Linked DNA regions of Mus musculus: regions 1 and 2 are each linked to region 3. Evidence: chromatin contacts called from public Hi-C and promoter capture Hi-C data. All regions are on one chromosome and are shown on one strand. The core of a region is the stretch at or near the end of the contact, and the rest is flanking DNA. Distances in the headings are between cores, read along the strand shown. Region 1 overlaps Ppp6r2 (protein phosphatase 6, regulatory subunit 2). Region 2 holds the start of Sbf1 (SET binding factor 1). Region 3 holds the start of Selenoo (selenoprotein O).

The links. Promoter capture Hi-C pulls out the DNA fragments that hold promoters and counts their contacts. A called contact is a pair of places that touch in the nucleus more often than the background predicts.
Region 1: a Hi-C map of stem cell-derived epiblast-like cells shows a contact between it and region 3, with 2.2 times the contacts expected there. The contact joins the enhancer-like site here to the promoter of Selenoo in region 3. A contact is called at or near these places in 11 of 39 promoter capture datasets (the HPC-7 cell line, cranial neural crest, embryonic stem cells and 6 more), 23 of 484 Hi-C or Micro-C datasets (the AML12 cell line, the G1E-ER4 cell line, LSK cells and 12 more), 2 of 115 datasets of contacts at active chromatin or transcription factors (bone marrow-derived macrophages and craniofacial prominence) and 4 of 9 other capture datasets (adipose tissue, liver, macrophages and 1 more).
Region 2: a promoter capture Hi-C map of pre-B cells shows a contact between it and region 3. The contact joins the promoter of Sbf1 here to the promoter of Selenoo in region 3. A contact is called at or near these places in 10 of 39 promoter capture datasets (the C10 cell line, cranial neural crest, embryonic stem cells and 4 more), 4 of 484 Hi-C or Micro-C datasets (CD4 T cells, CD8 T cells, bone marrow-derived macrophages and 1 more), 7 of 115 datasets of contacts at active chromatin or transcription factors (bone marrow-derived macrophages, double positive thymocytes, large pre-B cells and 3 more) and 4 of 9 other capture datasets (adipose tissue, liver, macrophages and 1 more).

What each region holds. Positions count from the first base shown.
Region 1 is chr15:89,281,133-89,283,929 of GRCm38.p6, forward strand. Ppp6r2 (protein phosphatase 6, regulatory subunit 2) reads left to right here. Exons shown (of 25, transcript NM_026813.2): 21 at 716-872; 22 at 959-1,047; 23 at 1,751-1,946. Among named protein-coding and RNA genes, the nearest start is that of Mir6959, 23 kb to the right of the region's middle. Within about 2 kb of position 1,374, at least 33 of the 459 cell types and tissues checked have an H3K27ac peak or open chromatin away from gene starts, as enhancers often do. A contact at or near this core is called in stem cell-derived epiblast-like cells, where this site is marked.
Region 2 is chr15:89,313,491-89,316,594 of GRCm38.p6, forward strand. It overlaps Sbf1 (SET binding factor 1), which reads right to left and starts at 1,821. Exons shown (of 41, transcript NM_001170561.1): 1 at 1,572-1,821. The coding sequence starts at 1,626.
Region 3 is chr15:89,087,758-89,090,499 of GRCm38.p6, forward strand. Selenoo (selenoprotein O) reads left to right here and starts at 1,281. Exons shown (of 9, transcript NM_027905.3): 1 at 1,281-1,908. The coding sequence starts at 1,352.

The sequences.
Region 1 (2,797 bases), core at 124-2,623, 190 kb after region 3:
TGCCTGCCTGTATACATGTGCACTTGCACAGCTGGTGTCCATTCTGTTTGCTAGGGAAGGGAAACCCCATGTAACCTGTATGTTGCTATTTGCCATCTCTCAGATGTACTTGGGAGCATCTACCCATATACTTCCTCTTAGAGACCTCTCTTACCTGCTCTGGGGTATTAGATACTCAGGACACGGGCAAGAAACCAGCTGTCTGTTAGGAGTTGCCAGCACCTTAGCTGGAGCTGGCCAGCTGCAAGGGCAGGAACACCCACAGTAGGGGCCCCCCATGCTGTGTGCCTGCTATGACCTGGGTTGGGACAGGTGAGATGGTACCTACTTTGTACCATCAGCCTTACTGGAGGACAGATGGGGCTTTACAGGTATCTCATGAGGCACCACATCAGCAAGAACTGATGCCCATACATGTGCTCTGTGGCAGTGGGTAGCTTAATAGGACCCTTTCCAGGTCATTCACAGGTCTTATGCCCAAGTGTCCCAGGGTTTGAAGCCATACTACCTTTTGCAAAGCACAAGCAGTGCTGGGGAGTCCCGCCATCTCTGACACTCGAGACAGTGGGGGCTCTTCTGGGGTTTCCTATGGGAGCATCTTGCATTCCTGGTCAGCTCTGATGACCCCGCTATTCATCTACGTGAGAGATGCTTCTCCCTCGCCTATCACATACTAGGCCTGCCTATTCTTGACTGCTGCGTCTCCTTCTGGCAGGTACTACATGGACAGCAGTTTTTGATGAGCCAGTGAACCCGCTGTCTGCAACCCCAGGAGCTGCGAGGGATGTGGGTTCTAGTGCATGGGCGGCTGGTCCTTCAGTTGTAGAGGAGAAAGGCTGGGCCAAATTCACCGACTTCCAGCCTTTCTGCTGGTAACAAACATCAGAATGGAATCTTGCCTGTTGGGTATCAGGACCAGTGTTGTCCAGTGGGCTCAGCATGTCATCTTCTTTTCTAGCTCTGAGACAGGGCCCCGGTGCAGCTCTCCTGTGGACATGGACCACAGCAATGCCGAGGGTGGCCAGAGTCCAGGCCCAGAGAAAACCTGTGAGTAGCAACAGCTCAGACAGCTGCCTTGACTAGTTGGCAGGCCTGATGCAAGGCTAGACCCTATTGAGAAGGTGGGAAGTGGCCTCGGCCCCAGGTGTGGTTATGTATTTGTGATGTTGGAATCCTTACATACATATGGGATTGGAGTTATCATGATTTGTTCACTGTACAATACATGAGGAACTTTAGGGTCCTCCAGCTTTAGGGGTAGAAGGCAGGACAACATGTATGAGCATGTAGGGTGTCCTCAGAGCCAGGTCCAATCAGGCTCCATGGCCCAGGCCTGTACTTTACAACATCCTTGAGTCACATTGTTATGTAGATGAGTCCCTGTTGGGATGCCACTATGGGACTTGACTTGGCCTCTCTCTCCTTCCCAGGCAAGTGGACTGGGTAAGAACGCTCCTGGGCATTAGGTTTAAAGTGGCTTCTCTGAGCCCATGTTTCCTCCTCTGAGAAGAGCACACACATCTCCTATCTAGTGGAGTAGTGGGGCAGCCCACATGAAAGGTACATAGCAGTTCATGTGGTTCCTGCGAACATGCAGATACACGTGCATAACACTCAGGAAGCCAACATGTGCCGTCTCTGCCACTCATCTCACACTGACTTATGCAAATCTGGGATCCCTGAGGCCATGGTATCTGTGTTCTCTGGCTCCTCTGCCCTCACAAATATCGCAGGGTTTCTTCTTTTGCAGTTGGTCCTACCTCGCCTTGTGCCTGGAATGTGTGTGTCACTAGGAAGGCCCCCCTGGTAGCCTCTGACAGCAGCTCCTCTGGGGGATCTGACAGTGAAGATGACGAGAAGGCAGCGGGTGCTGTGGAAGCTGTGTGCACAGGCCATACTGGAAAGGTCTCCCCACCACCCAGGACAGCGGAGGCTGCTGTTGGCAGGTGTGAAGGGACTGGAAAGCTTTCCTGGGAGGCCCAGTGAACACTGCATGGCTTCTGAGAACAGGGCTCAGTGGCCAGTCTTCAGTTCCTTGAGAACAAGTGGAGGTTAGACTGGAATCCTTGCTGCTGCTCCATGGCTAATGATCCTGTAAAGCTGTCTCTAGAAAAACAGTGCCTCTTTCTAATGGAAAGGCTGAACCAGAGGGCTTCTTAGACAACAGTGTATATTTTCTGTTTTAAATGTTTCAGAGTAGAAGATAGAACCTGGATGTCCCAAGAGCTCCCCAGAAACTTGGAATGACAGTCTCCACTACAGGTGCCAGTTACAGAGAATACCTGGTTTTCAGGCTCTGGGACTGGCTAACCTCCTTGGTGTCTACGGTTGTCCCAGACAGTGGAGGAAAGGCCTGTTGCCCTTAACTTTCTGTAGGGCAAGCTTAGGACTCTGGCCAGCCCTCTCCTGTTACCCCACTTTGTGCTGTGCCATTTGTTGTAGGGCACTTGTGAATTACAGTCAGGTGCCCTGCACGCTCGCACAGTAGGACAAAATGCATCTCAGGGTTAGGGATTAGGTGTAGTCTGAGCCCTGATTGGGAAGTAGAAGCAGCTCGCAGGTGGTCAAGCCACAGTTCCCCTGCAGTGTCTGAAGGCCGTCCCTAGGGAAGGAATCAGGTATGTTGTCATCATCCTTGCCAAGAGGCCAGCCACTCCAGCAAGTGCTTCTATTTTGAGTGGTCAAGATGAGAATATAGGACCAAGGTGTCAAGGAGCTACCCAGTGAGTCAGGGGTACTCCACAAAGCTAGATCTCTGTGTTCCCCAGGGAGCTCAGCCTCCTGGCATTCAGCGGTG
Region 2 (3,104 bases), core at 571-3,070, 230 kb after region 3:
GACCTTCTTCATAACCTTCTCACCACCATCCAAGTCCATTCCATTCCTCCAGCCCTGGCCCAGCGCCCAGCCCGAGACCCCAGCCAGCCCTCAGCCAGCTTGGTTTCCTCACTCTCCAGCAGTACTCCTCCTCCGTTCCAGAGGAGGCACCTCACTGGCCTTCACTTATGCCTTGGAGCACAGGTTCTCCCTGTGTGTGCCAGTACAACACTGGTGGCAAGCCTCCTGCTCAAGGAGGACAGGGGGATGAACACAATGTGGTCTCTGCCTTTGAGAACTCCCTCTTTGGAGGGAAAGACAGATGCTCGGGACTGAGTGCCAAAAGATATAGACTTGAATACATGAGAGCAGAAAGAAGCGAGGGTACTGAACAGATCTGAAGACAGAGGTGGTGGTGGTGGTGGTGGTGGTGGTGGTGGTGTTTTCCAGTGCATACAGGGTCCATCATGTGGACATTAAACAAAGGAACAGTCCTAGTGGAGACTTAGCAAGAAGAAAGGCAAAGAAGAAAGTTTGGGTCCTGAATGGTGACAGTGACAGCTGGTCTGAGAAGCAGCAGAATAACTGTGTGGAATAGATAACTGGAACACGGTAGGAAGCATTACATCTAGGGATTAAGGGGCTACCTCATCTGGCCACAGTTGTCCCTAAGATACCGCCCCTCTGCAGGTGGACTCTGACAGCCAGAGTACAAGTCCCAGCCTCCATTCCAGACCCACACACTCAACTTCTCTATGCCAGATTCTATGCTGAAGATAGGGCAACAGCAAGGCAATCTCAGTGGGCTATTGGGAGAAATGAGATCATACACACAAAGGGTTGTGCAGGGCCTGGCACACTGAGGACTCCAGCCAACACCCCCCAACACTGTTGTCTCCATGGCTGTGGTTGATGTCACTGTCAGGCTCCGTTTTCTCCTACCCCCAGGACTGAAGGGCTCTCAGACACAGGTGCTGACTCCAGATCAGGGCCTCCTAGATCACCACACTGATCCCCCGCTGAGGGGCCTGGCTTAGAGGCTTGAACACCAGGAATGCTCTCCTCCAAGTGTGACACTTTCGTCTGAAGTCCGGCTCCATACCACCGACGAACCCCTCCCCCTCCACTGCACCCCATCAAGCGGTGCTTGAGGCTTCAGACCTAGCACTGGGTCAGAGAAGCTGGAAGACGAAAACGTTCCGCCCCCCTCTCTGAAATTCCCAGACCCAGCCACCGGCAGGCGGCCAAGGCGGGGTGAGCCCATCCCACCCAACTTGGAATCGGGGAGACCGAACTGCAGCAGGGTCCTCCAGCCTCCCACGCCCGAGCGACACGCCCCTGCCCACCTCGGAACAGCGACGCAGGTGCCCAGGTGTAGGAGGGATGTTTCTTACACAGGCCATGTCGTCCGGGGTCCTCGCGGGTTGCCCCGACGCCACCGTGGCCAATAACTACGGAGGCCTCTTTTCGAGAGCCCCGAGAGCTCGGCCCCAACTCCTGACCCTGCCTCCGGCCGGGTCTTCTTAGCTTCGAGTCCTCAGTCCCAGTCCCTCAGTCCCCCCCAGCTCGTCCCCCTCGGCGCTGAGACTCACCGCGCGGGTGCGGCCCGAACGCCACCAGCACGAAGTAGTCCGCGAGCCGCGCCATGGCAAGGGGCGCAGGCGGGCTCCACGGCTCGAGGGTTCGATGGCGGCGCGCTCATGGCCCGGCGCTGGCCCTAAGCTGCACACTTGGGACACCCCGGGCCCGCTCCTCTGCGGCGCCGCTGACCAGGGCTTCCGCCGCCATCTTCCCAGCCAGCCGGCCCGCCCGGGCGCTTCAGGAGCCTGCGCAGTTCTGCCCCTCCCGTGTAGGCGGGACCTGGCACAGTGCGCTTCCATTGGGCCACTCCGCATGGGGCGGGTCCAGAGGGCGCTGCCCCGCCTACTACCTCATGCTCAAGGACCGGCTCAACCCTTTGGGCGGGTGAAGCTTACGGCGGCCGGGGCGGGTCAGCTACCCTGGTCCCGCGGCCGACATTTCGACCTGAAGCACCACCGGTCAGGATTAGGGCATACTTCCCCGTCGGAACTGAAGCCCCGGAATGAAGGGAGACCTGGACCTCACCCTTGGGAGAGCCTAACTCCGAGGGTCAGGGGCGTGGTCCAGCTCAGTCTGCCTGAAGCAAACCAGTGGAGCTCAGGCCTTGTCCAGCCAGTCTCCCAAACTAGAGGACCGAGCTGGGGGATGGAGGAGTGTCATGGCTTCGCCACTCACCCTGCCAATCTTATGGTGGCCAAGGGAAAGACTTTACAGGCTTTTTTTTTTTAAGTTCCTAGTGCAAAAAGGGGCAGCTAGATATTTCACCATTGGATGGATGGGATATCCAACACCTGCATTTAAAAAAAAAAAAAAAAAAGTTCCAGCTTGAGTCACCTTCCTGCGAAGTTGGATCGCCCTGGAGGTCAGGGGGTTGGCCAGGCCTCTTGCAGTAATACAGGAATGGACACTTGTAGGAGAGGCAAGGTCCTTGACCAGGAGATTAAAGGGGGAGGACTAGGCTTGCTTGTTGATGAGTTTAGTTTTCTGTGAGAACTGAAAGACAAGCCACCTATTAGCATCGTGTTCCCTCCACCTGCAAGATCTGGAGAATGAATGAAAGCAATCTCAGGAGAGACGAGTCCAGTCGTCAGTGTACGTGTATAAAGAGTCTCGGCCCTTGAGAAGCTGAAGCAGGTCGTTCATGAATTCCAGTCCAGTCTCCTTGGCTTCATCAGGAAACCATGTGTCCAAAAAACAGGAGATATAAGGGCCTTTCTGGAGAGATAGTTTAGAGGTTATGGGAATCTGTGCTGGATTTGCAGCACCCTCGCCTGCAATTCTGGGTCCAGGGGGATCTGTCGCCCCCTTCTGGCCTCCGGAACGTGTTTGTGGTGGTGCGTGGACATACATGCAGGGAAAACACCCATACACATAAAGTGAAAATGTCTTTTTTAAGAGAGGGGGATGAGCTTGGTGGTCATGGTGGTGGTGGCAGCGCACGCCTTTAATTAAAGCGCTTGGGAGTCAGAAGCAGATGGAGTTTGAAGCCAGCCTGGTCTACGGAGCTAGTTCCAGAACAGCCAGGAAGCCCTGTCTTGAAAAAA
Region 3 (2,742 bases), core at 31-2,530:
CTGTAGACCAGGCTGGCCGTGAACTCAGATCCACCTGCCTCTGCCTCCCAAGTGCTGGGATCAAAGGCATGTGCCACCACATCTGGCCTCATTGTAGTTTTAGAAGCCCACTATGGCCCTAGGAAAATTTCCAGAGATGAATTCTTGAGGTGTAGAACTGAAGAAAGGCTGAAAAGGAGAAAGACTGCCAGGAAGGAATGCGTGCATTTGTGCTCAGAGTCTCCTGTTTGAAACTAACAGGTTTTCCTGAGCACTGGATGCTGCCTACCTCTCCACCACCAAGATCCATAGCCACCTAGATTGCAAGTGACAGGCACAGAATGGAGAGAGAAGGAAATGCTATCACTTCAGGGAGAGATGCTGTGTACAAGGGAAATACAACTTGAGGCACCAATAGGGAAGGACTTGGGGACAGAGGACCTAGCATGCATGCAGAGCCAGGTTTCAGATAGGCTCAGAATCCCAGCTGGAACCATTGCCCAGCCAAATTATTCCTGTAGCAAATCTTGGGTGGCCAATTCCCACCTAGCCCATGGATCCCAAGAATATTACCAGGACTTCTGGCCCTTCTCTGGACAGAACAGATGAGGAAAAATTGTCCTAGTGGCAGGGCACTGCATATTCCACATTATAAAAACATATTTGTACTTTATTTTAAAAAGGGATCTACACACACACACACACACACACACGTTAATAGTGTCATATAAACAGCTGATGCAGGACTCGGGTTCTTAGTGTTTGCAAACCCTGCTACAGAGAGGAGATGATGGAGAGCAAAGCATCAGCACCATAAATCTAAGACAAGATTGACCAGAGAGGCGAGAGTAAACTTTGAAATGACTGCCTGGCTTTGTTTACTTACCTATATAATCGGCTGGATAAAGAGGAGATGAAAGACACATCTTTAGGATGCTAAACTACTGTCTTAGATTGTTAGCTGTCTGAATAAAACAGTCAAAAGATTCCATGTCTGTTTCTATGCATGTGATGGACAGTACCACTCAAACCCACAGCACCCAGGGAATGGCCTTGGCTTCACCTCTAGTTAAGGGGTGAGGGGGCCTGGTAGTTTTTTAGGGACATCACTCAGCCTGTAGGCACACTTGGAGTAGTCCAGTCTGGCATATGTCACCTGGGTGGGAGCTTCGGACCTCGGCTGGCCTGGTGCACAGGTGCCAGAAGTTAAACAGCATCTTAGGTCCACCCTCTGCGACGGCTCGTAGCCTGGAAGTGGACAAACGAGAGGCGACCAATCAGAACCAAGCTTCTGGGCGTGCCTCCCACCAGCCCCTAACTGGGTGGGGGAAAACTTCCGGTCGGGGCGAGCAGGCTTCCGGCGAGGCGGCGAATGGCCTCTGTCAGGGCCGCGGTCGGGGCCTCGCTCGCGGTTGCCCGAACCCGGCCACGGTGCGTCGGTCTCGCGCTTCCGTCGTCCGCGCCCCGGTCCGCCTGGGCTGCAGCTATGGAGCCCACGCCGCGTTGGCTGGCAGGGCTGCGCTTTGACAACCGCGCCCTGCGTGAGCTGCCGGTGGAGACGCCGCCGCCTGGGCCGGAGGACTCCCTGGCCACCCCGCGGCCGGTGCCCGGAGCCTGCTTCAGCCGTGCGCGGCCGGCCCCGCTACGGCGGCCGCGCCTGGTGGCGCTGTCAGAGCCCGCGCTGGCCTTGCTGGGGCTCGAGGCCAGCGAGGAGGCCGAGGTCGAGGCCGAAGCTGCGCTCTTCTTCAGCGGCAATGCGCTGCTGCCGGGCACCGAGCCCGCCGCGCACTGCTACTGTGGACACCAGTTCGGTCAGTTCGCTGGGCAGTTGGGCGACGGTGCCGCCATGTACCTGGGCGAGGTGTGCACAGCGGCCGGCGAGCGCTGGGAGCTGCAGCTCAAAGGCGCCGGCCCCACGCCCTTCTCCAGGTGCGGAACTCCCGGAGAACTTCCCGGAGGCGACACCCTTCTGCGCGCGTGGGTGAAAAGGGAAGGTGCCCAGTGGCGCTTTCGCCCGGGTAGGGACAGCCCTACGTCCAAACTCCATGAATGGTTAGGACCTAGGTGGAGGAAGACAAAGAAACTGGCAGGGAAGGGCCGAGTGGCAAGAACGGGCTTACTCTCTGGCTGACACTCAGAGAGATCTCTCTCCATCTGCCAATTCTGTCAGGTGGAGGGGACACACCTCTAATGGCTGTCCGATGTGTTTTCAGAAACACAACGCGGACTTTGGAACCAGTTCCCCGAATGATACTGTTTGCTGAACATCTTGCCCAGAGTCTAGTTTTCAGAAGCAATGCATTGGGCTGGTATCCAGACCTATTATCTGGAACCATACTTAAACAGTATGCTTCCTCAACTTGCCCAGCCTCTAGCAGACTCTACGCACTGTCTAGGGACTGTGGGCACAATCCGTTCTTATACCCACCTTCTCTGTGACCATTCTCCCAAGCCTGTCAGTTCTAATCGTGCGCGCGCACACATGCACCCACCCACCCACACACACGAGTGGATAGTTCTTGTTTTCCAATGGAGAGTACCACAAGTGTCCAATACAGTCGTGGATCCAAAACCATACAGGCCCAAAGGAACAACTCTTCTTCCTCCTCCTCCTCCTCCCCCCCCCCCTTTTTTTGTACAGTGGTGTTTTGCCTGCATGTGTGAGAGTTGAACCCCTGGAACAGGAGTTACAATTGTGAGCTGCCATGTGGGTGCTGGGAATTGAACCTGGGTTCTATGGAAGAGTAGTCAGTGCTCTTAACC